Regions from separate parts of the Sus scrofa genome. Here all the other regions are linked to region 2. A link is a contact called in public HiChIP or PLAC-seq and promoter capture Hi-C data. All regions are on one chromosome and are shown on one strand. Each heading gives the region's core, a stretch centred on a gene start, on an enhancer-like site or on the middle of the called end of the contact. The rest is flanking DNA. Distances are from core to core; before and after follow the strand shown.

What was found. Promoter capture Hi-C pulls out the DNA fragments that hold promoters and counts their contacts. HiChIP or PLAC-seq counts read pairs in DNA pulled down with a chosen protein or histone mark.
Region 1: an H3K27ac HiChIP or PLAC-seq map of alveolar macrophages shows a contact between it and region 2. The contact joins the promoter of LOC100154179 here to the promoter of ACP6 in region 2. A contact is called at or near these places in 1 of 5 promoter capture datasets (fetal skeletal muscle) and 2 of 2 datasets of contacts at active chromatin or transcription factors (alveolar macrophages and skeletal muscle).
Region 3: a contact with region 2 is called in a promoter capture Hi-C map of fetal liver, with 3 times the contacts expected there. The contact joins the enhancer-like site here to the promoter of ACP6 in region 2. A contact is called at or near these places in 2 of 5 promoter capture datasets (fetal liver and fetal skeletal muscle), 1 of 47 Hi-C or Micro-C datasets (embryonic fibroblasts) and 1 of 2 datasets of contacts at active chromatin or transcription factors (skeletal muscle).

Annotation. Positions count from the first base shown.
Region 1 is chr4:99,710,702-99,714,382 of Sscrofa11.1, reverse strand. It overlaps LOC100154179 (Golgi pH regulator), which reads left to right and starts at 2,139. Exons shown (of 14, transcript XM_003481473.4): 1 at 2,139-2,359. The coding sequence starts at 2,318.
Region 2 is chr4:99,928,604-99,931,910 of Sscrofa11.1, reverse strand. ACP6 (lysophosphatidic acid phosphatase type 6) reads right to left here and starts at 1,568. Exons shown (of 10, transcript XM_001928346.6): 1 at 872-1,568. The coding sequence starts at 1,090.
Region 3 is chr4:99,732,407-99,735,758 of Sscrofa11.1, reverse strand. No RefSeq gene overlaps it. Among named protein-coding and RNA genes, the nearest start is that of GJA8, 9.1 kb to the right of the region's middle. Within about 2 kb of position 1,503, at least 3 of the 83 cell types and tissues checked have an H3K27ac peak or open chromatin away from gene starts, as enhancers often do. A contact at or near this core is called in fetal liver, where this site is marked.

The sequences.
Region 1 (3,681 bases), core at 890-3,389, 220 kb after region 2:
AATCCTAACCACTAGACCACCAGGGAACTCCCTTTGGCTCAGTCCTTTATATGAATTTTGAAGATGAGGAAAGTACAGATGGCTGTCAGGATATGGCTGGTTCTGGAAGGTGTGAGAAGATGGGGGGAATTAACACTATAGTTATTATGAAAAAGATTACAGAAAATTGATGTGAACAAACACTCGCCCTAGGGACAGAGATTGGTCATACTGTTAGTAGACTCTTTAAGAGCAGAGCTGTCTGGTTATCTGGCTGTCAGTCTCTAGATGAGTGGTAAACAATGGCCAGTAGTTATGAACATGAAATATTTGGGAAAGCATCCTTGGAATATGGGATACAAAGTGGGGACTGAGTCAGAGCCATGGTGGCTTGACAGTTCATGGAGGCAGAAGCAGATCTCACTGCTGAACAGGATTTCAGCAGCTAGAATGAACTGGGAGAACAGAACTGGGGCAGGGGTAGGAGGACAAGCCATCTTGGTGACAGAGTCCAGGAAAGAGACTTGCTTTGAAAGAAGAGTCGATTGGACGTTAATCTGCTATGAAGGTTTCTAGAGACAGTCCATAATAAGAAGCAGGGGGAGCAGTCCCTACGGTCAGCCAGGCCGGTCCTTGACATGGACACAGGTGTTAACAGTAGGGAGAATCCTGAATGATGCCTCTCAAAGCTTTACACAGGCCCGAGGCCAGTGGGATTGCCTACGTTTCTCGGCTATGCCAGGTTCATTGAGACCCTGATCCCCACCATGCTCTTTAGTAAACCACCAAAGTAAACTGTTTGCCTGGATAGGCACACCCAGCATTCTCTGCTAGTCACAGCCTTGAATCTCAGGTGAGATTCTAACTTACTATATGCCTATACAGATGCTGGTGCTTCCCTGATAGATCTCAGCGGCACAAAGTTCTCTGGTTTTAGACTCTCCCTTAGGAAAGTTGCCTCCACTGCTCCCTGGCCTATGCATTGGGGGTTGGACATCTGACAGGTAGTTTTTGGCTGCTTAGTATGAGTAGAGTTCAAATCTAAGAAAGAGAGACACATTCCCTTGTGTGTAATAAATGTCTCAGTTACTCAAATTGCAGTAGCCTAAGTACTCAGGTCCTAGGTGCAGGTCAGCTCAAGACTGTGCTTTGAGGTATTATCTGCAGCCTTGAATGCAGCTGCTCCCACACTGGGTGATTGCCTTCAGCTGGGGCCAGCATCAGGCCAATAACATGCAAGGACTTCAAAGACTAGCTAGAGCTCTGGCGAGAAAGGATAAGCCCCACAGCATTTCTTTAAGCATTCATGCAATGAGTATTGAATAGATGAAGTACTGATTCTGTCTACATTTGAGTAATTCCAACATGGGTTTATTTCCTAAAATAACTCATCTTCAGACTCAAAGAATTACTTCTTGTTTTGAATTAAGTCTGTCTTTCATTTAACTTCCATTCCCTTGTCCTACAAATATCTCTTGGGGCCATATTAATTCTATCCATTCTTTCAAATGAAGACAGCTGTTAACATTCCTGAGTCATCTTCCTTTCCTCCTCCTCATCTGGTGACTGACCTCTGAGTACGCCCCAATACATCTATTTGCCTTTTAAAAGCATGGCATAAGAATTCAACTCTGGGTATTGTATGATGGGTATCAAGTACAATGAGATTATCACTCCTTACAGATGGTGTGCTTTTTCATCGTCCTTATCACATCAGAAATTTAATTGGTTAGCTACGTTTGCTAAAATCTCACCTGCTTTTCCACTCTTCTCTCGTCTGTAATTATGCAGTTGTTTGTGGAGCTAAGTATAAATTGTAACATCTAAAACACATTATAGTCTAACCCGTTATAATAATTGTTACTAATAACTTCATCTTATTAGCTACGACCATTATAAAATAGAATTGCCACTTTAAAAAGATGTTAGTTCAGGCCCTGCCTCCTTTAGCCTCAGAAATGGAAATGCTACCTTGCATTACATCTTTTTTGGGTTTTGTTTTTGGTTTTGTTTTTAATTTTCAGACCACGTTATTGTGTCCCGCCCCTTTTAGGCAGGACAAGTCTAATTAAGCCCCGCCCCAAGAACGGCCCTTTCCCTGGCCCCGCCCCCAGGCGCTCAGCTCCTAGACGCCCGCCCAATCCTAGCCGAGGCGGGAAGCGCTGTATGTAGCTGCTGATTGGCTGGCTGCGGCGCAGCTTGATGGCGTCGGGCTGGCGAGCCAAGGGTCTGGTGGTGGCCCCCGGGCGACTGCCGCCTGTGTGAGGGGCCGGCGGCCCGAGCGTGCTGGGGCCTCGGGGAGTGGAAGCGGAAGCACTAGCCCTCCTTACACTTCGCCATGAGTTTCCTAATTGACTCCAGCATCATGATTACCTCCCAGGTGAGCTACTGCGTCCCGCCCCGGGACTCCTCAGTCTCCCTGTCTCTCGGCGTCTTCTTTGGGCCTCAGAGATGCAGGCTGGCCCGGCATCTCGCTCTTCTCGCTCGCAGCCTGTGTCCGCTTCTCTGGTGCCTGGAGCTCGGGAGGGTGTGGGATTTGCTGCGGCCGGTTCCCTGCGCCCTCCCTGTCAGGAGGCATCTGGCGGCCGCCCGCGCCCCAACCCAGTCTCTATTACTCCCCCCAGCCCCACCCCAGCTTTCCTGGCCACTGTTGGGAGGGGTCAGGTGGCCTTAGCGCTCAGAGTCAGTGCCACAGGAAGGGAGCGGTCCCCAAAGTGCCCTGAAGCTCTGGATTGCGCAGCTGACCAGTGTATCAGGGAAGAGTGTGTTTCCGTGCGCGTCTCGCCAATCGGGGCTGGCTCCTGGGGACACGTGGAGGCGTTGCTGGTTAGTTGTCAAATACTGAATCCGGGTGCGGAGGAATTTACCACTCTCACGTCAGAGATTTTTTAAGTATCAAGTTTTGTTTGTACTTATCTTCTGTTTGCTGCCCAAGCTTTTAGGGCAGCAACCCTAAAGGAGGGTCTTTTTCTGAGCCTCTTTCCTTCCCGATTGTCCACCTTCATTCAGTGATACAGTCAGCAAACTTTTATTGATCATTATATAAAGTTCTGAGGATACGAACAAATAAGACATTTGACTGTCTCTGCTTTATAAAAGACTCTTGGTTTTACTGTGTCATTAGTTGAGTTACTCTTTTTTTTTTTAAACAGCACTTATCACAACACTGATATCATTTATGTATTTACTTATGAGCTTATTTTTTGAGATCTTGGCTTGTTCATAGCGCCATCTTCACCTCCAAATGCAAGCATTATTTTTTGGCCAACTGTTAAAATTTGTAGAAGCTCATACTACTAAATTAGTGATTTTCCCACCCCACCCCCTCATTTTTCTAGTAATTTAAAGTATTTTTAAACTTTTTAAAATTTTCCTGTCACCATTGCACCTTGCGGCAAATGGAAGCTCTCAGGCTAAGTAAGGGTCTAACTGGAGCTGCAGCTGCTGGCCCATTCCATAGCCTCAGTAAGGCAGAATGAGCCGCATATGCGACCTACACCAGAGCTTGCTGGAACACTGGTTAACTCACTGAAGAGGCCAGGGATGGAACCCTTCTCACCGACAGCATGTCAGGTTCTTAACCCCTGCTGACCACAGCGGGAACTCCTAAAGCAATTTTTCTTAATTGTTCTTTTTTTTTTTTTTTTCTTCCAAGTGGCACATAACAGAAACTTCTTTTGGGGGATTTAAAAGTAAATTAAT
Region 2 (3,307 bases), core at 319-2,818:
GTTTGACACCTAGATGCCTGGGGATTTCAGATTGCCTATTTATCTTCAATAGGAAGACAATTATTTAACTCCAGGCCTGCTGCTATGAAAGGCCAAGAGATCTTTACTGGCTTTCCCCAAGAATCAAATCCAGAAAACATAATCATCTTAAAAACAATTTGTGTTTTAATCATAATTATCCTGACCAAAATCAGGCACATTTCAAAACAAAGCCACAAGACTAATACTTTTTAATTTTTTTTCTACCTCTGATTCCTTGTACAATAGATTTAGAAGCCCAAAATGAGCCTCAAGATACAGCACTTGTTACCGAAGAACCTGATTCAAGGGATCGCAAATGGTCTCCAGCAAACCCTGAGAGAAGGCTGAAGTAAAATCTATTCCCAAAGATATTAACCTCTGTTATCCACTCTTATTTCAGTTAGGGTTGTTCCTGTCACAAAGTTCCTTGCAACTCACTCTCTGACAAATTGTCAAAATGGTCACACAAGTCACTTGTACTCAAGTTCACGCAAATACTTATTAGAATGCAGAATCTCAGGCCCTATCCAGCACCTGCTGAATCAGAATCTGCATTTTAACAAGATTCCTAGGCGATTTATACACACTTCAGGAGGCTGTGCTATACATCACAGCCATCAGGGACATAACTTTAAGTTCCCAGGACTGCCCTACAATCAGAGGGCCCCAGAGGGCTGGGGACAGAGGGCACCAGCACCTTTGTTCAAACTATCTTCCGTTCATCTGGACCCAGTCCGAACCCCCGCTGCATGAGAATAAAATTCCAAAAGCTCGTGTTGGGGCGAAGTGCCTGGCCCGCCACGGCTTGGCCACACAGTCCTTGCCTCCATCAGCCCCGCCGATTTCTCACCTGCTCCTCCTGCGGGAGCGGCTTGAGAGGACTCCGCGCCCCGTGTCGAAACACGACTTGCACCATTTTCAGCTCCAGCAAGCTTTGGTCGACTGCCTTTTGGTCGTCCGCCCCCCGCAGCTCGGCCAGGGCCACCCGCCGCTGGTGGAGACAATGTACCAGCGACGTGAAGACGCCCACTGGGGCCCACAGGCGCACCCTGAAGAGACCGGAGATCATGGTGGAATCCCCTGGGTTGCCCTCCCGGGTGAGGGTGCAGAAAGCGAACGCAAGTCTTCCGCGGGCGACGGGGCTCAGCGGCCTCCCCCAAGTTCCCGGGAGTCGGCGGGAGAGCACATCCGCCCACCCCCGACACCAATCTGAGACCGCTGAGACTCCCAGCCCTGAAGGGGACCCCGAGTGGGAGAGTGGAGTAAGAAGAGGAGCTGTGAGCAGCGAAGACTCCCCGGGAATTTTAACCCGGGTCGGGCTTGGCCGCTGCTGCCGCAAAATGGACAGGCGGGAGCTTAGCTCATCTTTCGCCCTTAAACTTGTATTGCAAGTTTGGCGTCTAGTATTCTTTAAATGACAGGAACCAGCCGTGAGTTCCTCGACTGCAGTGACTCCACTTTTCTATAAGCTTCCACTCGTTATCTCACCCACTCAGGAACCTGCCCCAAGTGGACCCGCGCCGAGGAGCACGGGAAACGAGTCCCGCGGTGACGTCTGTCCGGGGGCTCTGAGTTCCTAGAACTACAACTCCCACAAGGCTGCGCGCCGCGGGCCCTCCCTGGGAGGTATTTTCCTCCGCATTGGGCAGAAGGCCTCGCCCCTGAAGCCGGCTCGTTGGAACTCTCCAGGACTAGGTTTTCAGTGTGTGGGAGTGAATCCGCGAGTTTGTCGGGCAATTAGGGTAGGAAAACGTGAAGATGGGTAGGATTGGGTAGTGGAAAGGATCTATTTTTGAGCCTAGGGAGTGTAGAAGACTTCCTTGTAGTCTTGGAAGTTGGGGTTCCTGAGTTAACGAGACAAGACACCTACTTATATTTGCAAAGGGCGACACTAGGCGCTTTATATATAATTTTCATTTACTGTCTTTTTTTTTTTTTTTTTTTCTTTTCAGGGCCGTAGTCACGGCATATGGAAGTTTCAGGCTAGGGGTCTAATTGGAGCTGTATCTGCCCACCTAAGCCACAGCCACAGCCACGCAGGATCCTAGCCGCACCTGTGACCTACACCACAGCTCAAGGCAACACAGGATCCTTAACCCACTGAGTGAGGCCAGGGATGGAACTTGCATCCTCATGGATAACAGTCAGGTTCTTAATCTCTGAGCCACAGCAGGAACTTCCCCCCTCCTTCTATGTTTAAAGAGGCTTAAATCTTTGCCAACCTATAGAACTTCAAGCTCACTGATGTGTTTACTTACATCCAGAATATTTCTTGAGGAAAAAATCCAAGCCTTGCCTGCAGATGTCCCAGAGACTAAGCACCTTAGCTAACCTTAACCACTTGCCAGTATGGTTTTTCATGGATATACAGCTGCCCCAGGCCTTTGTTCCTGAACTTTCCAACAGGGCACAATCAAACCATCTGTGTCCATCTCAAGACAAAAGTCAAGTTGTGCGCCCTTTGTGGCGCAGTGGTTAACGAATCCGACTAAGAACCATGAGGTTGAGGGTTTGATCCCTGCCCTTGTTCAGTGGGTTAACGATCCAGCGTTGCCGTGAGCTGTGGTGAAGGTCGCAGACGCGGCTCGGATCCCGCGTTGCTGTGGCTCTGGTGTAGGCCGGTGGCTACAGCTCCGATTAGACCCCTAGCCTGGGAACCTCCATATGCCACGGGAGTGGCCCAAGAAATGGCAAAAAGACAAAAAAAAAAAAAAAAAAAAAAAATCGGAAGTGTCTGTTGTGGCTCAGCAGAAACACATCCAACTAGTATCCATGAGGATATGGGTTCCATCTCCAGCCTCGTTCAGTGGGTGGGGGAATCTGGCCTTTCAGTGAGCTATGGTGCAGGTCACAGACGTGGCTCAGATCCTGCGTGACTGTGGCTGTGACTATGGCTGTGGTGTAGGCCAGCAGCTGTGGCTCTGTTTGTATGCTGGGAACTTCCATATGCCTCAAGTGTGGCCCTAAAAAAAAAAAAAAAAATTCAACTGAGTAAATTTGAAGATTTAATTGGCTTAAACTCTTTGTAAGTTGGGTAGCATTCCTTCTTGCAACCAGAAGAGCACTAGGGAGAGTTGTACAAAATGAAAGATTTTTAATAGGCTGGAGGAGGGTAGGGCAAGAAGGTACTAATAAAAGAAAAGAAAGGTTTATGGTTTAGGCTGGGACTTCTGGGAAGGGGGGCAGAGAAAGGGAGAGGCAAGGGTTTTATCATGCAGATTGCCTTTTGGAAGGTGGGGAATGAAAGAAATGATTGAAAGGGACTGTGTGAGAGATTACCTTACTT
Region 3 (3,352 bases), core at 254-2,753, 200 kb after region 2:
GAACAAACACAGGCTTTGGAGTCAAGCAGGTCTGGTTCCAGTCCTGGCCCTGTCCCCTTTCTTTTTGTGACCATGAGCAAATTACTTAGCCTCACTGGGGCTTGATAAAATAGAAAAGTACAAAGTTTTTTCTCCCCTTCTGATTAATGATATTACAGATGTAGGATGGGCTCATTTGGCATCTGAGAGACAGCAAGGAACTCAGAAGGGTGGTTTGCTTTCTGGATGGACCCAAAGAAATGTTTCAGGGGCCTCGTCTTGGGGTCAGAGTGTCAGGAAGTGCAGTGGGGTAGGGTTGGGGGAGGGCTGTTACATGAAAGTTCTGGGCACTGGGGCCAGGACGATCAATTCCGATAGCCCCCTCAAGCAGTATCAGAATCACCAGGAGGGCTTGTGAAGATGGTTTGTTGGTCTCCAATCCCAGAGTTCCTGATTCAGTGGGTCTAGGGTAGAGTTAGAGAGTTTGCATCCCAGGTGATGCTACAGGTTGGAAGAATCTCAGTTTAAGACCCACTGAGGAGTTTAAGACCCACTGAGAAGTTCCTGTTGTGGCTCAGCCATAAAGAGCCTGATTAGCATCCATGAGGATGCATGTTCAATCCCTGGCCTCACTCAGTGAGTTAAGGATCCAGCATTGTGATGAGCCTGGGTATAGGTGGCAGACGTGGCTCAGATCCACTGTGGCTGTGGCTGTGGTATAGGCCAGCAGCTGTAGCTCTGATTCAACCCCTAGCCTGGAACTTTCATGTGCCTCATGTGCGGCCCTAAAAAGCAAAAAAAAGAGGGGGGGGTCCCCACTGACCTAGAGCATCAGTGATTGCCCCCACCCCAGTGAAGTTAAGGCTGCAGCAGCCTCTCTCCCTGCTCCTCCTCTGGGATGTTGTCTCTGCAACCATGTCCCAGGCACCTAGAATGCCAGGACAATCCCTAGTCTCACCCCCAGCCAGTCAGCAGCCACTTTCAGTGGCCCGGGCTCCTCCCACCAAGGTGATGGGGTGGCTGAGGAGAACCCAAGACCTAGCAGGGAAAGGGGAAGCTGCAGGGGGCAGGTTGAGGGTCTGGCCCAGCCCTGGCCTGGGTCCTGCCTTCTGTGTATGCTCAGCACAAGGACGGGAAATGTGTCCCCCTTCTGCCTAAGCAGATTGGGAAAGATAACTTTGTTAGCAGGAGAAGCCCGGGCTGAGGGGTCGTGCTCTATAGAATTGGCACAATCTGCTCTCATGCATGAGCTGCTCAGTTCAATAGAGAGCCCAGCCTCGTCCTGACAACTCATCTGTGCGGGAAATCCTCTCCCCAATGAAAGTGCCCCCTGTTCCACCCTCCATCCCACCCCTTGCCCCTCAGGGCACAAGAGCCCTTGAACCCCAGCCAAAGGGCTGTGATGAAGAAGGATCTGTCTCACAGCCAAGTTGGCCAGGGAGGAGGGACAGAGAGAGGCATGGCTCCCTCCCCCCAACACCCTCCCCCAGCCTGCTCCAGGTGGTGCAAAGAGAAAAAAAGCAAGTATTGATCCCTGTGCATGTGAAGCAGGGACCCTTGACCTCTTTGCAGTCGTATCCAAACCTTCTTCCTGATGGTGGTAACAGCAATTGCTATTTACCAAGTGCTTGCCCAGTGCCGAATACCAGACTCGCTTTTACACACGTTGCTTTTTACTACTCTTTGCCATAGACATTGGTTCCCATTTTTTTCACAAGAAAAAAACAGAGGCAAAGACGAAGAAAGTCACTGATACAAGGACAGGCAGCTGGTTAGTGGTGACGCTGAGATAGTTTCATTCCAAAGCCTGGCCTCCCAGCCTTGCTGTTCAGTTTCCTACTAGGTGAAGACCCCGGCCCTAAGACCAGATCTGGGGGCTGGGAGCTGAGAGACCCTACGGTCCCCCGCTCCTTAAGCAGAAATCCATGCGCTAGACATCCCATCAGGATCTGTGCCTTCTCCATCTCTGTGTTCCCAGCACAGGGCCAGGCACACACTGACAGCTGAGCGAAAAGCATGTGGTGGAGAGGAAGGGGGTCCTGGGGGGGGGGGGCTCCCATGCTGGATTTTGAAAGACATGTGGGTGAACAAGCCATACATGGATAAACAATCAGAAGACAGAAATTACATTTCCTAACAGTTTCTGTCCTCGCCCCTCTTGTGTTCCAGCCCCTCTGGCCTCTTGCTGCTGCTGAGAGCCTTCGTTCTCCATCCTCACAGATGCATCCCTCACCTTCTTTAAAGTCTGCTCAAACCTCCCCCCTCACTGAGATCTGCATCCACACCACCTCCCCTCCACTGGCTCTCCCAGCCCCCCACCCCTGTCACATTTGTTCGTCTTTGGTAGCACTTATGACCTGCTAACCTACAGGAGGGTTCTCTGCATTATTGTATTTAACGAGCATTATCTGCCTCCCCCACAAATATTAGATCTGCCATGGCAGGGATCTCTGTCTTATTTACCGGTGTGTCCTAAACACCGTACAGGGTGGGAGCTTAACAAATACTTGTTGAATCGATCTCCGAACATTGTCTACTAAGTCAGAACCAGGCCCAAAACACTCAGGGAAGTGACCCAGTTCACCCACAAGCCCTGATCATGGGCTTTTCAGAACCTCGTTCCCCTTTCACACCTTAGCCGCGAGGAGAGAGAGATTTGAGTCCCCTAATTCCAGTCACTAGGACTGACTGAGGATGGCTGCTCAGGCCCCATGTAAGTGCCTGCCCTTCTACTCATGCCAGGGCTACCTGCTTCTCCCTAAAGAACCCTGCTCCGCACATGAGTCTATGCCCTGCACATGAAGACCCTGGAGCCTGGGAAATGCCTGGGCCTCAGAGCCACACCACACCATCAGAGTGCCGTTTCCATCCCAAGCCTTGGCGTCCTCATCTGTAAAATGAGGGGATTGGAGCCAATGATCTCTTCTGGTCTTTCTCAGTTCTAACACCCCCTAGGAAGAGGGGAGTGTATGACCTGGGCCAGGGCACACTTAGAAACAAGCCAATCCATGACCCTGGGGCACAAGACACAGCCACACTCAGAGCAAGAGGAGACATAGCAAACATGACCAGCATGTGAGCAGGGATTTACTGCATGGGTTAGATCAGTAGCCACCTCCACTATAAAAACTCCTGCTTTACAAGAGAGAAAGGCAGCTGTTGTCATCTCTACTTCACAGATGAGAACCTTGAGACTCAAGAGGCTAAGCAAACTGCCCACAAACAGGAAGAAAAGGAGCCACATCCAAAGTCAGGCCTACAGCCAACTACAAATTTTTGTACACACATAACTGCTTCACTGTTTCCAAAATGCACCTTGGTAAAAGTACACCACCATTAAAGTATGCAAAATATCAATAATCTAGTCTATATG